Regions from separate parts of the Mus musculus genome. Here region 2 is linked to region 1. The links are chromatin contacts, called in public Hi-C maps. All regions are on one chromosome and are shown on one strand. The core of a region is the stretch at or near the end of the contact, and the rest is flanking DNA. Distances in the headings are between cores, read along the strand shown.

Region 1 (5,530 bases), core at 1,468-3,967:
ACCATAACCTTGGGATTGAGCCCAGACAGTATGTTAAGCTTCCTACCTTTGAAATGCCAAAATCTCTAGAGGTAGCATCTAAGATCCAGAAGTGAATGGCTCTCTCCTGTTCTCCTAGTATCTCCAAAGCGGCAGACCAACACAGACAACCAACACTGAGGTTTGATTGAGGTTGTCCGAACATGCAAGGATGATAGCTATAACATGGAGTCAGCAGAGGTATGCATGCTCAGCCCAGCCTATGCGACAAGCTTCTTTGACTCTGGACTTCTGCAAGTCTCTTCCAGTTCATTTATGCAGTAGAGTTCATCATAGTTTTACATGGCTGTGTCTCCAAGATGCATATGTGGCATGCTTAGGGCAAGCCCACTGGTGCATCAAATGTTCAGACAGTGGTCCTGCTGTCGTTTGCACCTCCTGCACATGGGTCTCTCATCTGATAATCCATGTATTGTACTATGCAGCAGAATAATCAGAACTTGACAAGTGCAGGTCTATCTGTCTCACTACCTGGAATAGGCAGACTTCCACAGGGGACCAAGTAAGTAGAGAAAACCCTGATACGTATTCTCGGATGCTGGAGAAATTTATAACCTCAGAGACCTTTAGCAAAAAATACATTACATTCTCTAAAATTACAAGAAATATCCATTGCTGAAGTCGCAAGTGAGCTTTGGCCTCCTTAAAGTAAGATCGTGGTGCCTGAGCAAGGGAGATGGTCTGCCAGTTGATTTCTCTGTTCCCCCAGTAAGTGTGGAGATTTCCCAGGCAGCCACCTCTTTGTAAGAAGCCGAGTTCCCTGCAAAAAAAAATGACTAATATTTACTGAGTGCTTGCCAGAGTAAAGTCACCTTTCAGATGCTTTTTCTACTTTCCCGCTGTATTTTCATGGCTGTTATTATTATTTCATTTTATAGATGAAAGAAATAGAGGGTTGTCCAAATCCAACTAATCAAATTAAGTTTGATTTCCTGTCCCATCAACTATTGTCCAATTCCAAAGCCTAATGCCCTCACTTAGAGCAACACTAGATTTTAAAGTCATGACATCAGCCCCATGCCACATACCTATATCACATGACCCTCCCTTAAAGTGACATGATGTGACCTAGATGGCAGCTGTTGTCCTTGCCAGGGCAAAAACTCAGGGAGCCAGATGTTATTAATTAAATTTAATTTATTATAGCATAAGTAATTTTTATTATTTAATTTGTTATTATTATTCTGGAGTCAAATATTAGTAAGTATGGCCTAAGGAACAGGAATTAAGGTTGCCTGAAATGCCACATTTTAACGTGGAATTTCATTTCGTAAGATTTTCTATTAACAGAATACAATAAAGTAATAAAACGAAGTATTTTAAGAATACATTGGCAGAAACATCAGGAAGGCAGGCTAAAACTAAATAGGAAAGCCTCTGCTGTAGGCATCAGATGCTATTTGATGAGGTTCTTTGACTTCTTATTTCAGGAAGCCAGGAATCTGTTTGGGGTTTACCTAATAGTCATGAGAATGCAAACGCATAGTTGCTAAGGTAACTACAGCTATCATGAGGTAATTTGACTCTGATCCTACAACACTCCAGCTCTCCACAATCAGAGAAGTGAGAGCCCATGAACACTCTCCTTCAAAGATGTCATTTTGTGTATTTCTAAGCTTTTTCAAAAATGTGATCTTTGTTTACAATAGTTTGAGGCCTCTTTTCTTGGTTTAGATCAAGCTTTTAATCAATAAAATACAGACAGAGGTTTTAGCATTACAAAGAAAAATGTTTTTTAAATGTATGTATTCTTATTGCATGTGTATGAGTGTTTTTCATATATACATATCACATATATATATGAAGCTATGTGTGTATGTATATATGTATGTGTGTGTGTGTGTGTGTGTGTGTGTGTGTGTGTGTGTGTGTGTGTGTGTGTGTGTGTGTTTCACATTCATACATCGTACTTATGAAGGCGTTGAGTCCCCTGGAACTGAAGCTACAGGCAGTTGTAAGTCACTGTGTGGCTTTTGGGATCTTCTACAACACCAAATGTTTCAACCACTGAACCATCTCTCCAGCGCCCAATCAACAGATTATGTTATAGTTAATTATTCTGTGAACTCAAGCAGGTACAATCCCATTTGAATACTTAAAAAAAAAAACCACACATTTTGACTACTCCCCAATCTTAAATACTCTCTCAGACATTTCGTATTCAGCTGGGTGAAGTGGAATCCAATTGTAATATCAGCATGTGGAAGCTGAGACAAAAGGATTTTGTCTGGTAGCCAGCCTCGAGTATAGAACCGAGCCATTCTCAGAAACAAAGGGCTGTTGAGATAGCTCAGCAGGGAAAAGTACTTGCTGCCAAGGCTGGTGGCCAGCATTGAATCCCTGGGTCCTACATGGTTGAAAGAAAGCTGACTCCCACAAATTATCCTCTGACCTGTACATGTTTGCTGTGGCATGTGTGCACATGTTCACATACACAAATAAAGTAACACATAAAGTCATACAAAGAAGGAAGCAAAACAATGCATGTTTATTTCCACTACTTTCTAAATCCAATGCAAATCTTTATTATGATGAACAAAGGCTGTGTTCTCCCTAGAGTGTGTTGGACTGTACATTATCAAAAAATATAACTCACCCTGCTCAAGGGACAGGAGCCTCCATCTTCTGCTGCAAGCAGAATAAAATAGGGGATTTCCAGAATTGTGTCATTCTGAGTCAAAGCACCCTTTTCCAGGACTCAGGCCGTGTCTGCTTTGCTGCTCTGTAATTCTTGGCCTCTGCCCCAGCTTTGGGTCCAAGATAGCTGTTGATGCAAACCCAGACATGTCACATCCCACTGTACAGAGACTAATAAGTAACTACTTCCTCCATGTACCTTTAACTTTTTCCCCTTATTTTTATAGTGCAGAGGACCTGACTATCTTCCCATCTTGCTTTGTAGTTTTGTCTAAAGACTGCTTTGTGGGTTGTTTTTGTTTTTGTTTTTGTTTTTTTTCTCCTGTAAGTTGTTTACTTGAGGATGGAGTCTTTTTCTTAGTCACTGGTCTGAAGCAATCATGTGAAGCCTTTTCTCTTTGCAGGATCAGGAAGGGCATGAAATATGCATTTGGACAGTGAAATAGGAGGAGGAATAGCAAGTGAGGGCACAGAGAGAGGTGTCTGCTGTGACTTTGCAATGAGAAGGGCATCCCACCGTGGCGAGCAATATGGATGCAGCTCGGTGATGTGATCGCAAGGGAAGCAAGGCTGACACAGAAAGGAGAATATTGCCAAAATAATTTGGATTTAAGGTACACCACGTGATATTTGTTGATGGGATTTGAGAAGGGCTGGGTCTGGAGGGGTTGTTTTGTGGGTTTGATTTTATTGGATTAGATTTTTGAGACAAGCTCTTACCATGCAGTTCATGCTGTCCTTGATTCTCCCGCCTTAGCCTTCTGTTTATTAGGACTACAGTCATGCACTGTCATACCTAGACGCAACACGGTTAATTTTTGTTCTTGTTTTTATTGGAGGTGGTGGTGGTGGTTGTTTTGTTGTTGTGGTGGTTGTTAGAAAGTGCCTCACTATGCAGCCCTAGCTGGCCTGGAATTTACCTTGTAAAACAAGCTGCACTTGAACTCACAGAGACATGCCTGTTTCTGCCTCCCAAGTGTTTGGCTTAAAGGAATGCATCACCATGTGCACCTGATGTCTGGTTGAATATATTTTCTGTGAAGTTATTACTAAAAGCAAGCAAATTAGCATATTCACTGCCTCAGTTTTTAGTGTGAAGGTGCAAATGTGTGTACATGTATGTGCGTGACCACAGGGCCCTGTGCGAGCAATGAGAACACCTGACCTCTACTTTTGTTTTTGACAAATCTCACATTACAAACATTGTTATAGACTATAATAGTCACTGTATTCTATATCTGGTCACCCATACTTATTCAGTTTATGCCTGAAAGTTCAGCCCTTGTGATTAACACCTCCAAACTTTCCCCCAGCCCTGACCCCTCAAGCATGATTCCACCCTCTGCTTCTGAGTCTGACATTTTTGTCTTTTCATATAAATGAGATCATGCAACACATGCCCTCTGTGTCAGCCCTGTTCCTGCCATCATGTCCTCTAGACTCCTCTGTGTCACTGCCCATGACAGGATGCCCTTCTCATTATAAAGCTTTGGAGACATCTGTCCCTGCTGCCCCCAACTACTATCCCTTCTCTTGTCTCATTGTCCAAATGCATATTTCATGCCCTTCCTGAACCTGCCACTAGCAAGGAGAAAGGAATATGCATGGTTGCCTCAGACCAGTGACGCTCTTCCAGGCAGCTGAGGAACAAACTTCTTCCCTCAAGTATATAAGCTTATAAGAAATAATAGATAGATAGATAGATAGATAGATAGATAGATAGATAGATAGATAAGGTAAAGATGAAACTGCAAATAAAGACAGAAGGTCTTTGGACTGTCTATAGTTGCCCTATGGTGACTATTATAAAGACCACTGAGAGATTGAACAACGGTCCGGAATTAAAAGACATTAAAAGACATCTTTGGGGAGTGGGTGGGTAGGGGAGTTGGGGGAGGGTATGGGGGACTTTTGGGATAGCATTTGAAATGTAAATAAAGAAAATACCTAATAAAAATATATATGTATATTAATATATATATATATAAAGTTCCGACTCCATATCTTGAAATTAAAAAAAAAAAAGAAAGACATCTTTGGATATTCAGATTCTAAATCCCAGAGAATTTCTTTAAAATCAGCCAAATTACTTTATGGCTACAGCACAAAGAAGTCCCCATAACAATTAAAATGAGAGGCCATGATTCAGGTGAGATTAAAAGGTTATAGAGAATAAAAAATGATTCGCCAATTTAAATGGGGTGGAGAGGAGCTATCCTAAGGACAAGGTAGAGCTCACAAAGCCAAATTCTGAATTACAGCATCAGATATCTATAAACTGGAGTGGACTTTAGGCACTGGAGAACATTTTGGCAAGCTTACTCTCTGGGCTCTCTTCCTGGCTTAGGAAGAGCAGTGAACCCTGACCCCATGATCCCAGCCCCCTTCTTTAACAGCCCTCAAGCACTGAGAGATGACTTCCCAAAGTAAAGTGCGATGTGTAGTAGAAAAACTTGGGAGCTAGGTGGCCGCACAAGGAGATTGCATCACAGATGCCCTTGTCTAAGAGGGCAGATTGTGACTCAGCAGACCCACCCACTGGACTGAAGAAGATGAGGGTGTCATGGATGGTCTGGCTCTGAATGAGTGCCAGGAGCTGAGCAACCAGTTTCAAGTAGATACTGCTGATCCTCAGAATACCCATACACACTTCCAGTTACCCCGAGGCATTTTATTGGAGATCTGTTTGCAATCAACTGGACTTACTCCATCTGAAATGAGTGAACAGTGGCACTCTGTCTTTTGGGTCATTCTTCTGCATGCCATGGAAAAGCAGAGTTCCAAAGATCTTGTTAACCCTTGCCTGTATGAAAGGGATTATAAAATCAATCATTCGCTCAAAGAATCAGTAAGG
Region 2 (5,530 bases), core at 1,632-4,131, 400 kb before region 1:
ACTTTGCCTGTAGACCAAGAGACAGTCAAGAATTCTTTTACAAATTTGAAGATTTCGCTTTTACTTTTAGTTATGCGTATATGTGTACAGGTGTGTGCACATGAGTTCAGGTACCTTGAGAGGTCAGAAGAGGGTATCCTATATTAGTTATAGGAGGTTGTGAGCCACCCAGCATGCATGCTGGGAACTTAATTCAGGTCCTCAGCAAGAACAGGAAGTACTCTTAATGGCTGAACCATCGTTCCAAAACCATGTTTATATTTTTTTCAAGAGATTTTTTTTTCTCAGTTGCTTATAAAAGAAGATATGGCAGAGATCATACGTCCCAGAAAAGGCTGGAATATTTACAACTTTGTCCTTACTGAAACAACTTAGCACACCTTGACCTGGACTTTTGAAAGGCTCCTGCTTGCCGGTCAGGTTGTATTCCTATGTTCATGTCTCATAGAAACCATTCCTAACTTCTTCGGCCTGCAGTTGGGTCCTTTACCTGGCTTGAGTTATCCACTCTCCAGCAACAAAACTAAGAAAAATTATATATGTTTGTGGTATATCAGAGACTGTTCTGGATTCCAACGACTCTGTAATCATTCCAAGCTTGAAGCTTGGTGGTAGATGAAGTGGTTGGGTAAACAAACAGAAACCATGAAGGGCACAGGTAGGCAGGCAACAGAATGCGTGCTGTGTACAATTGTGCTAGGATCAGTCTCTCTGACAAGCTGACATTTGAGCTAAGACCTAACCTAACATAGTTGGAGGAGTGTTCTGGAAAAAAACTTCAGTTAATAGCTGTGGAAAACAAGGCAGCTAAGAGCTTGATGCTGGTGATGGAGGCCAGAGAAGCCCTCACCTGTGCCTCCTGTGTTAATCTGGATGATCTCTAGCCTTACCCTGCTCAATGTTCTTGGAGTGGGCTTACTCTAGTGTCAGCAGCTGGTAAATGGCACATAGACCTTTGTTTTCAAGATTGTTTGAGAAAGTAGCTAATGAACTTTTTAAACGTTCCCCCAAACTCAAACACACACAAAAAACTGAATGCCAAAAATCTACTTAAATTCTGCTTGAACGTTCCCCCTTTATCTCTCTCTCTCTCTCTCTCTTTCTCTGTGTGTGTGTGTGTGTGTGTGTGTGTGTATGTGTGTGTGTGGTGGTGGTGGTGGTGGTGGTGTGTGTGTGTGTGTGTGTGTGTGTGTGTTCACATATCTGTATCTGTCTAATGGTACTCTGTTAGTCAGTGAAGAAAATTACTCCTGTTGATGAGGAGACAAATGTTCCTCCACAGCAGGGAAGTAGGATCCCTACACTCTGGGCAACTGCCCTAGGTGGGGGCCCACTATACCACTCCTGGGCATATACCTAAAAGATTCTTCAACATAGAACAAGGACACATGCTCCACTATGTTCATAGCAGCCTTACTTATAATAGTCAGAAGCTGGAAAGAACCCAGATGTCCTTCAACAAAGGAATGGATACAGAAAATGTGGTGCATTTACACAATGGACCACAATTTATACAAATTACTCAATTACAAAATTTACACAATTTACTCAACTATTAAAATGATGAATTCATGAAATTCTTAGGCAAATGGATGGAACTAGAAAATATCATCCTGAGTGAGGTAAAAGAACACACATGGTATGTACTCACTGATAAGTGGATATTAGCCCAAAAGCTCGGAATACCTGAGATACAATTCACAGACCACATGAAGCTCAAGAAGAAGGAAGACCAAAGTGTGGATGCGTCAGTCCTTATTAGAAAAGAGAATGAAATACTCACAGGAGCAACTATGGAGACAAAGTGTGGAGCAGAGACTGAAGGAAAGGCCATCCAGTGACTGTCCCACCTGGGGATTCATTACAGATACAGTCACCAAACTCTGACACTATTGTGGATGCTAAAAAAATGCTTGCTGAAAGGAGCCTGATATAGCTGTCTCTTGAGAGGCCCTGCCATACCTTACAAATACAGAGTCAGATGCTGGCAGCCAACAATTGTACTGACTGTGAGGTCCCCAATGGAGGAGTTAGAGAAAGGACTGAAGGAGCTGAAGGGATTTGCAACCCCATAGGAAGAACAAAAATATCAACCAACCAGAACCCCCAGAGCTCCCAGGGACAAAGCCACCAACCAAGAGCATACATGGCTTCAGCTGCATATGTAGCAGAGGACAGCTTTGTCAGGTATCAATGGGAGGAGAGGTCCTTGGTCCTATGAAGGCTTGATAGATGCCCCAGTGTAGGGGAATAGAGGCTGGGGAGGTGGGAGTGGGTGGGTGGTTGGAGGAACATCCTCATAGAAGCAGGGGAGGGGATGGGATATGGGGTTTCCAGGAGGAGAAAGCTGGTAAGGGGATAACACTTGAAATGTAAATAAATCAAAAAGAAAAAATCAGCTCCTCTCAGTGGCTAGGCAGAGGCAGAGATCAGATGCAACCAAATTTAGCAGCTAGGTTATACCTTTTTCCTAGGAGCCCCAAAAGCTTCACTGTTGGGAAGCCTCTAGATATGAATCATGAGACAGAGGCAAATCCTGCTGATGTTGGTGCAAAGGTGGAATGCAGGACTCACAGACAAGGTTTCAGCTTAGTAAGTCATTAGGTTCTTCTGAGCATGTATGGTGAGTACTGCCTGTGCCCACCCATACTTCCCTGTATTTATTTCTGCTCTGATTCTAATACCACATCCTGTGTTCTTCCACCTGCCAATCTCTCTCCCTGCTGGAATCATGGGAGTGTGAAGTCACCAGGGAGTTGGAATCCTTGGAAACAATCTGAAAATGACTCATAAAGAGGAGTGGGAAAGCAGTGAGAGTGTACCCTTCTGACCCCAATATTGCCTTTGGGACTCTGATTTGGCCATCCTGGAAGAAGCTGGCATGATAACTGTGGCTGCATGTATTATAAATGCTAATTATGTTCTGGTACTGTTTGTACCAGAGTGTCTGCAAGTAGCTTCTGGGAATTTGCCCCCAATTGGTTCTGGTTGGTAAAGAGAGATGCCAACAGCCAATAGCTGGGCAGAGCAGACAAGGGCAGGATTTTAGGATTCCTGGGCTTGGGACTGGGAGGAGAAGGAAGGCAGAGATTTGCCATGTAGGGAGTATAGAAGAGAGGAGACACACCATGGCTGAGAATAGTGCAGGACAGAACGGCATGGCCACCAAGTGAAGAAACCAGGAGAGCAGGGTCCAGAGCACAGCCCAGTTGGTCCAGAGCAGCCATGATAGAACATAGAATTAGTAAGTAATAACTTGGAAATAACCAAGTGGAGGTTAGGCAGTGGCCCAGCTATTGAGCTGTGTAAGGCATATTAAAGTGTAAAGGCTGTGTGTGTCTTTCATTCAGGAACATACAGCATTGAGGTGGGTAGCGAAGTCACTGCCGAGGTGTCATAATATTTATTTCAACAGATAACACTGCCAGCCAGCTGCCTCCCCTTACTAAGTCCATCCAAATACATCCAATCAAACTTTTGCCTGGAAAGCTGAAGAATGTGTGCCAGAAATGCTCTATTCCCAACGGGATGTGTAGCCGGAGCCACACGGTCTCAAGTGCTATTGGTGAAACCAGCAGGTTTCATGAAGATGGACATCTGCTGAGCACCTGACCTCTGTCAGTCACTTTATCAACTGTAGAAAGGGGCAAAATTTTAAAGAGGACGCAGAATTGCTGCTCTTAGGTGTCCATGTTCGACAGACACATGTGATTTCAGTGCCATGTGGTTGAAATAATCACTCAGCACATGTTGCAAAGTCATTAGTGGACTTTAAAAATATTAAACTTTTTTCTATTGTCACATCACATACAGTTAACTTCCATAGACAGATATTGGGGGACACTTATTCATTCTGTCTTAGTTACCATTCTATTGCCGGGAGGAGACACTATGACAAAGGCGACTTATAAAGCAATGCATTTTGCTGGGGACTTGCTTACAGTCTCCGAGGGTTAGTCTGTGATCATCATGTGAGGAAGCACAAAGGTGCTGAAGCATTAGATGAGAACTTTACGTGTACAGGCAACAGTCAGAAAGAGAGAGGGACAGAGACAGAGACAGAGAGACACACACAGACAGACACAGAGACAGAGAGATAGAGAGACAGACTCAGAGACACAGAGATGCAGTGACAGACAGAGACAGACAGAAACAGACAACGACACAGAGACAAAGAGAGACAGACACAGAGAGAGTCATGATTGGGCCTGGCATGGGTATTTGAAACCTCCAAGACCACATGCACCTTCTCCCACAAGGTCATACCTCCTAATCCTTTCCAAACAGTTTTACTAACTGCGGATCAAGCATTCAAAAATATAAGCTTGGGGGGGGTCCATTTCCTCTCAAACCACCATATACTCCCCATTAAATAATTCTTTAGCAGAAACCACTTGGTTATGCTATAACTCATTTCAGTTCTGACACCACCTGCTTGGACTCGGAATCTGATCCCATAGGCAAAATGCTCATTCATACACACAATCCCTCATTTGAGACAATAATCACAACTAGTGGGTTTTCACTGACAGTCCTAAGCCATTGGCTTATGGGCTACTTATTCCTCCTTAGATTCCATTGATTTGTTAGAAGGATGCATAGAACTAGAAAACACACATATCTGCCAAGTAAGGATGGTTGACACTGATCTCCAGTTTGAATGGAATAAGAAATGAATACACAGGTGAGTCTGTGAGGAAATTTACAGAAACTGTTAACTAAAGGTTAACATGTGGACAGCACCATCACATATGATTGGGACAGAAGTCCAGATGAAACCAAGAGGGGAAGGAGAAGGAGACCACCAGTGCAGATTCCTGTATCCATGGGATGCAAAGCTTTTCTCTGCTAGTCTCATCACAAACCAAATAGCCATTGAGAAAGCAAATTATCACAGACTGAAAAGACTCTTAAGTCAAAGGTAAGCAACTGCTTTCTATGGAATTGAAACCTCCTCCATAGGAGGGAATTCTTGTCTGATACTACAACACCTAGTCAAAATCCCACAACTAGGGAGGAGATAGCTCCTAGTGAAGAAGTTATTGCTGTTATTTTGCTAAATAGATATGATATACTCATCAAACTGCCTTCTAAATAATTGTTTGTCTCTGTAGGTTAGTGCTGCCATCAGCTTTGGTCAGAGAAGCTTCTTTTTGTAGGGAGCAACAGTGACTTCAGAGACTGCTAACTTGGCCAAATACTGAGATTAAATGACTGATGAAAAGCTCAGGCCTAAGTGGAACATCTGTCTGATGTCCTCTGAAACCCAATGAACACTGCAGAAGAAATGTAAGAGTTAGAGGATGGGGTGACATGTTGGGTAACAGTGTCTTCCAGGCATAGTGCATCTGTGGCACTATTAAATTCACAAATATGTGACTACCAGCACACAGCTTATACAAAATGAGGACATTAAGCATCCTGAGGAGGAGGGACTCACAAGGTCTCACTTCCTTGTGAAGATTATAGGGAGTTAGTCATTGTTGGAGGAGTTTTCCCCCCAGTGGTGTAGCTTTTGGCACAATGTGCA

Evidence for each region. Hi-C and Micro-C count contacts between places; a contact is called where the count stands out from the background.
Region 2: a contact with region 1 is called in a Hi-C map of muscle stem cells, with 2.8 times the contacts expected there. The contact joins two enhancer-like sites. A contact is called at or near these places in 2 of 39 promoter capture datasets (hippocampal neurons and liver), 28 of 484 Hi-C or Micro-C datasets (the 3T3-L1 cell line, the AML12 cell line, the C10 cell line and 12 more) and 1 of 115 datasets of contacts at active chromatin or transcription factors (fibro-adipogenic progenitors).

Annotation. Positions count from the first base shown.
Region 1 is chr7:39,864,473-39,870,002 of GRCm38.p6, reverse strand. Gm34052 (a long non-coding RNA gene) reads right to left here. Exons shown (of 4, transcript XR_391385.2): 2 at 5,383-5,479; 3 at 2,636-2,803; 4 at 1-799. Among named protein-coding and RNA genes, the nearest start is that of Gm34052, 3.7 kb to the right of the region's middle. Within about 2 kb of position 2,717, at least 38 of the 459 cell types and tissues checked have an H3K27ac peak or open chromatin away from gene starts, as enhancers often do. A contact at or near this core is called in muscle stem cells, where this site is marked.
Region 2 is chr7:40,259,857-40,265,386 of GRCm38.p6, reverse strand. No RefSeq gene overlaps it. Among named protein-coding and RNA genes, the nearest start is that of Gm38996, 33 kb to the left of the region's middle. Within about 2 kb of position 2,881, at least 3 of the 459 cell types and tissues checked have an H3K27ac peak or open chromatin away from gene starts, as enhancers often do. A contact at or near this core is called in muscle stem cells, where this site is marked.